Linked DNA regions of Mus musculus: region 2 is linked to region 1. A link is a contact called in public HiChIP or PLAC-seq data. All regions are on one chromosome and are shown on one strand. The core of a region is the stretch at or near the end of the contact, and the rest is flanking DNA. Distances in the headings are between cores, read along the strand shown. Region 1 has its middle 51 kb from the start of Gpr65. Region 2 holds the start of Ptpn21 (protein tyrosine phosphatase, non-receptor type 21).

Region 1 (3,064 bases), core at 458-2,957:
AGGTCACACCTATTCCAACAAGGCTACACCTCCAGATGGTGTCACTCCCTGGTCCAAGGATATACAAACCATCACACTGGGCATCCATCAAAGGGCTGTGAGTCAGCACAAAATGATTGATACTGGATTCCTAGGAATGCCACTTTTATATGGGTCGTGTATAAACAAGGCCTAGATGTCAGAGGCCTTAGTCTGAGCCTCTGTCAGCCTCTGTCTGTGTATCTGTCTATAGGTTTGCCACAGACCCTCTGGGTCCCTTTGTCTGCGTGGACGGGTCTCTGGGTGCAGATGGGCAAGGAGTCGGCAAGTGACAGACAGACCAACTTGTGAGATTGTGTAGAATCTGAATGTAATTTGTCAAATTGAGCATCAAACTTTTTATACAGAAGAAAATAGGGAAGTTAGGTGACACATTGGCAAGGTACAAATGAGGTTACTGGATGCTTAATGATTCTTACACAAAACAGAGGAATGTAAACACAAAGACTGGCAGGAACTGGGCAATAAAACAACTGAGACAAAGTCAGCCCTATCTAAGGTCAGCTATAGTCTTAGAAGCCGGGTGTGAGGTCTTTACACTCCTAGGGCAAGGGCTTTCACACCTAAGTCATGGTTCTAATTAGGGAGTTCCGCTCTAGCTAACCATCTCATGAATAATGCATTACCCTAAAACCACAGCCCGATCTACTTCCTAAACCATTGTAAATTCCGGTATATGGGAGCGACTTGGCTTTTATTCTAAGTGATAGTGTAATAGCAGAGGCAATTCTGAATGTCACTGAAGAGGCAACATTGAATTCTAAGCCCATGGTCAGCTCAAGGACTTTCTAGGACGTTGGAACACTGGCGAAGGCTTAGCTATGTCAGAATTCAATCTTAAAAGGCACTTATAATAAGATAATACTAAAAGAGAGCACGTGGATCCATACACCAGGCTAACTCGGGAATAGAGTATGAGTATATGGGTTAACAAGAACGCCAAAACTCCAGGAGGTGAGTTTCCATGAAACCCTTTGCCTCGTGAGTGCTCCCAGGCTTCTCAGCCTGTCAAGCAGACTTCACCAGAGTGTGTGTGGCATAGGTTTATGAGCCAATTTCCATGTGGCCTGTGTACTGATCTGTATATATGCCTATGTCCACCTGTGTGCAGCCTGTATGTGTCTGGATACTGGTACTTGCCTTCATAGGCCTGCCTCATGGCCTTCACATGGAAGGAATAAAGTGTGTCTTATTGCCCATTGCCCCTTACAGACTCTTCATCCTCCCAGGCTCCTGCTACCTCCACCCTACCGTTCCTGGCATCAAAGCGTGAACCTCATGATGTTGAGCTATTTCTATAAACTAGGAGCATCTATTGAGGTCTTGGCATGCTTGTAGAAATGAAGACTGAGTTCATTTTATAGCTGAGAAAATGGGCTCAGAGATAGCGAGTTGCCATTGGCTACTAGGGGAGCTTCATCCATCCACCTGACCAGTCTTCTCACCATAGCTTTTATTTCTCTAGATGGAACTGTTTGATTTTAATTCTTCAGAATAATAAAGCACTATCCCCCGTGGGAGCAGAAAACTATTGTCTGTTCAAGGGAGCTCACAGGAAATCCAACCCTGAGACAACAGTTTTAAGGAACAAGAAGATGAGACATGATCTAAAACAGAAAGAGCAAAGCATAGATTTCTGCTTATGCCAAAACATTCTCTGTGATCTGAACAGATGCAGGGACTTGGTTTCAACCAGAGTGGCTATGGGAAAGGGAAGTTCTGGTAAAAGCTGAACTGTAGACAGGAAAAAAAACAAAAAAATGACAACTCAGACATTCCAAACTGAGCTTATTTAATAAGCATTTGAAAAATAAATGTGTCTGTTTAATAACTACCTTCATAATCCATGCTTATTTTATATGCCATAGTTTATGCTGATGTGGAATTACTCAGAAAACTAAGTTTTGATCTTATAAAAATCCACTGATATGTCCAAGTTGAGACAAGTTCACCAGTCCAGTCCCTTCTTACTGTCTTCAGTAACATTAAGAAAATGGAGTCACATTTTGGTCTTCCCATGGAAGGAGTTACAGAGACAAAGTTTGGAGCTGAAACAAAAGTATGGACCATCTAGAGACTGCCATATCCAGAGATCCATCCCATAATTAGCCTCCAAACGATGACACCATTGCATACACTAGCAAGATTTTGCTGAAAAGACCCTGATATAGCTGTCTCTTGTGAGACTATGCCAGGGCCTAGCAAACACAGAAGTGGATGCTCACAGTCAGCTATTGGATGGATCACAGGGCCCCCAATGGAGGAGCTAGAGAAAGTATCCAAGGAGCTAAAGAGATCTGCAACCCTGTAGATGCAACAACATTATGAACTAACCAGTACCCCGGAGCTCTTGACGCTAGCTGCATATGTATCAAAAGATGGCCTAGCCGGCCATCACTGGAAAGAGAGGCCCATTGGACATGCAAACTTTATATGCACCAGTACAGGGGAATGCCAGGGCCAAAAAATGGGAATGGGTGGGTAGGGAAGTAGGGGGGAGGGTATGGGGGACTTTTGGGATAGCATTCTAAATGTAATTGAGGAAAATACGTAATAATAAAAAATATTTAAAAAAAAAGAAAATGGAGTCACTTTGTTAGCACTTAGGCTGTAGGAAAGCTAACTTTAAAGATTTTATATTCCTCTGTGGGCTGTTTGCAATCATGACAATAGCTGGTATTTTTAACAACTGGTTTTTCCTTGAGCAGAGCTAAGGAATTTTCACTTTTTAATTCTCGTGTCAACACTAAGAGGAAAATATTATTATTAGTCTTTTTGTGTGGAAGGAAACTTTGCACCAAAGAGGCTGAAATCTTGCACAGTAGCACTTAACTGCCAATGGGGAAAACCAGCACACACATTATGAACAAAGGTCATAGTGGGAAACTCTAAACTGTCAGGTATAAGGCTCGAGGGGACACTGTGACAGCATGTATCTCTAGGTAAGAGATTTATCTATTTTATCAATACCAGAGATGGGCAGAAAGGCAGCAGTGTAGAAGGCCCAAATGGCAAATGGCAGAGA
Region 2 (3,006 bases), core at 146-2,645, 420 kb after region 1:
TCCACTCTAAAGATGGAACTATGCCCTTAACACAGTATACTACACTATATAGCTTAATTATTAAGTTCTGAATAGACAAACTCAAATTTCCAGTTGTCGCTGAGATTTGGAATGTTTTACAGCACTGGGGAGGAGGAAAAACCAATGTTTTCTCTTTTTATTTGGGCAACTGTTATCATTTGATTGTTAAATTTCTATGCATCTTCTCCTAAGAATGTCTGGTTTCTTGATTATTCATATAAAACCTACTGTGGAAAAACTGCTTAGTAACTTAAAATTTTATGTTTGATTAATATATCTTGATGATGCCATAACTTATGTTTCAATATTACAGCCAAGAGGTAGAAACTTAAGATACTCTGGAGAGGGTTGGTATAGGTGCCAACTACTAAATGAAATAGACTATATATAGCCTTTAAAAGAGAAAATCAGGCTAATTTCTCTATAAAATCATCCCATTATAGAATAAGAAAAGATGCATATTTAAATCCTGCTTCACGGGTTTACAGAAGATGCTCTGCACTGTTAGCGAGTCCATTTCTCATTTTTCTTAGCCATACCCCCTTCTAGAGGTTTCTCAAATTTACTTTAACTCTGAGTCTCACCAGAGACTTTAACTCGAGTCACACCTCAAGTCAGTCACCACATGTTCATGGAACTTTGCCACTATTCCTTTAACGTTAAATATTCACTAAAAAAGAGAGCCTAACATTTTTAGAACGCCTATATCTTAGTGCCTTAAATCAATCCTGTTTCTCACAGAACATTTGTGCATATAACCAAATGGCCTACAAACAAAACAACTATTTCCAGTGTGGAACTGTTGTCTTGTCCAAAACTTAAAAAGAAAGAGAAAAGAAAACATGGGTCAGTAACTATTAGACATACTGCAGTGGTTCCTTGGAGCTCATAAAGATTCAGAAGGTTTTTACTAACATTCTTTATAATCATAAGGCTTTCTCGGCCGCGGCGGCTGGGGATAGGACAAGCATGCTCAGAGCAGCCAATCTAAACAGGGTTTACAGAAATCACAAGTCGGAATTTGCAGATCCAAGAATTCTTCCTCCAGGAGTAAAGACGCTTTGCTCCAAAACCGAAACAAGGAGTTGCCAAACAGACTTTCCTTTATGCCCCTTGTTGCCAAAGTTATACGGCAACCTTCATACTCCACATATTCCGAGAGTCACAAATATGCCCAAGATTTCAAACCCCGATCCAGAACTAAGCCTCAACTATCCGCGGAGGAGTCCGGAATAGAAGTTCCAGACTCTTTTTAGAAATGACTAGGAGATCAGAGCGAGCAAGGGAAGACTTCGCTCTTTGTTACGCCCCTGCCCGAGTCCCCCGCGCCTCACCTGCTCCGGCTCCCGCCGGGTCGGGGCCGCGCTCCGGCTCTGCGTCCCGCCTCCCTGGGCTCCGCGCCTTCGCAGCCGCCGCAGCCTCTGCTGCTCGGTCGCCCGCGCCCCAGGCCCGCGCGCCGACCGCACGCCTTGCCCGCACTGGCCGGGCCGCGGCGGCACTCTCTGGGGGAGCTCGGGGGCCGGGGCCGGAGCTGCGGGGCCCGCGTCCCTCCCCTAGGGCCGGGCGCGCGGATCCGGGGAGGCGGCGGCGCGTGACCTCAGAGAGTTGGAATGCGGGCGGCAGGGCGCGGGGGAGGCCGGACAGCTGCGGCCGGCCACCGGGGAGGGGGCGCGCCGCTGCTGTTTTTAACCGTGTGACCAGTTATTTTAAGTTTCCAAATAAAGCAGAGCTTTGAAGAAGAAGAAAAAAGGGAGGTGAAGAGGAGGTTATTTTGAGTCCAGGTAGAAAGGGCTTGGTTGCATTATTAGGTGGTGGTCTGTAAAGAAACTGGGGTTGTTGGAGTACTCTTGAACATTGCTGAAGACAGTTCAAGACTTTCTACACGCCCCCTACCCTACCCGCTTTAAGTGCCTGCTCCTCCCATCAAGCACACACTGCTCCTCTGTAGGAACTCTGAACTTGGAGAGAAGTGGAAAGCTGACCCAAATGGGCAGCAGGCTGGAGGTGCTGCTCCCCAGAATCCACTAGGGAGCAGAGGGATAAGAGTTCTAGAAATAAGGAAGCCCAGGGAAGCCACTCTAGATCTCCCCTTTATGTGTAATAGCTTAGCTTTACCTTGGAGAACCACTGGGAAGGACTACTGCCAAGGAGTAACCATGGAAGTAGCTCAGAGAGAACTGAGAGGAGCTGCCCTCAGCGGGACTCCAGTGCTTATTATTATACTGTATTCTTGCTAAACCACACCGCGAGCACCTGGCTTCATCTCCTCAGAGTTCTTCCTCTTCGCACTACTCCCATGGTTACTCTCCCTCGGGTTTGTCAGTCCTTCCCAGTGTTCGCCCAAGGTGAAGTTCAGCTACTAGACCTCTATGTGTGGTCTAGAGTGCGTCCTTGGCCACTCTAATTACCTTCTCTCCAGCATGCCCACTGTCCCCAACAAAGAGGGGGCAGCGCCACCAGACCCCTTTCCATTTATGTCAACCCTCCACGCCTCTCCGACTCAATTTAGGGCTCTACTTCCAAGATTAAAAAAAAGTTCTAGCCACGCCGTGGCTGCCGCACTTGGCAGGAATATTATAAATTGTTTCGTAGAGGCTTCATTTATACCTCTTAGAATTCCGAGGGCAGTTCTGGGCAGACAGTAGGCACTAAATAAAAACGTGTTAATTGAATCGGGAAGAAAATGAAAGAAATTTAAAAATAGAAAATGATCCTAAAACCCAAGTGGTGCTTTAGACAACCAAGTTGAACTTCTTCACAGTCTACAGATGTCATTTACCAACCATGCACTTAAGCTCTGTTTCCCTCAGTCATGTGAATTTGGCAGAAACATCCCCATGGCAAGGCATGAGGACACATTATTAGGCATAAGTTACTGGTGAATATTTCCTACAAAAGGGGGTGAGGCGATTTATATGGCTTAACCCCAACATTTACAACATGATTGTTAAGTGAAAGTCTTCCCACTCTGCCTGCCAGACACCC

The links. HiChIP or PLAC-seq counts read pairs in DNA pulled down with a chosen protein or histone mark.
Region 2: an H3K4me3 HiChIP or PLAC-seq map of bone marrow-derived macrophages shows a contact between it and region 1, with 3 times the contacts expected there. The contact joins the promoter of Ptpn21 here to the enhancer-like site in region 1. A contact is called at or near these places in 2 of 39 promoter capture datasets (the HPC-7 cell line and hippocampal neurons), 1 of 15 datasets of contacts at CTCF or cohesin (the NIH/3T3 cell line), 3 of 115 datasets of contacts at active chromatin or transcription factors (bone marrow-derived macrophages, embryonic midbrain and neural tube) and 1 of 9 other capture datasets (pancreatic islet).

The regions. Positions count from the first base shown.
Region 1 is chr12:98,318,519-98,321,582 of GRCm38.p6, forward strand. No RefSeq gene overlaps it. Among named protein-coding and RNA genes, the nearest start is that of Gpr65, 51 kb to the left of the region's middle. Within about 2 kb of position 1,708, at least 10 of the 459 cell types and tissues checked have an H3K27ac peak or open chromatin away from gene starts, as enhancers often do. A contact at or near this core is called in bone marrow-derived macrophages, where this site is marked.
Region 2 is chr12:98,736,010-98,739,015 of GRCm38.p6, forward strand. Ptpn21 (protein tyrosine phosphatase, non-receptor type 21) reads right to left here and starts at 1,396. Exons shown (of 19, transcript NM_001146199.1): 1 at 1,356-1,396.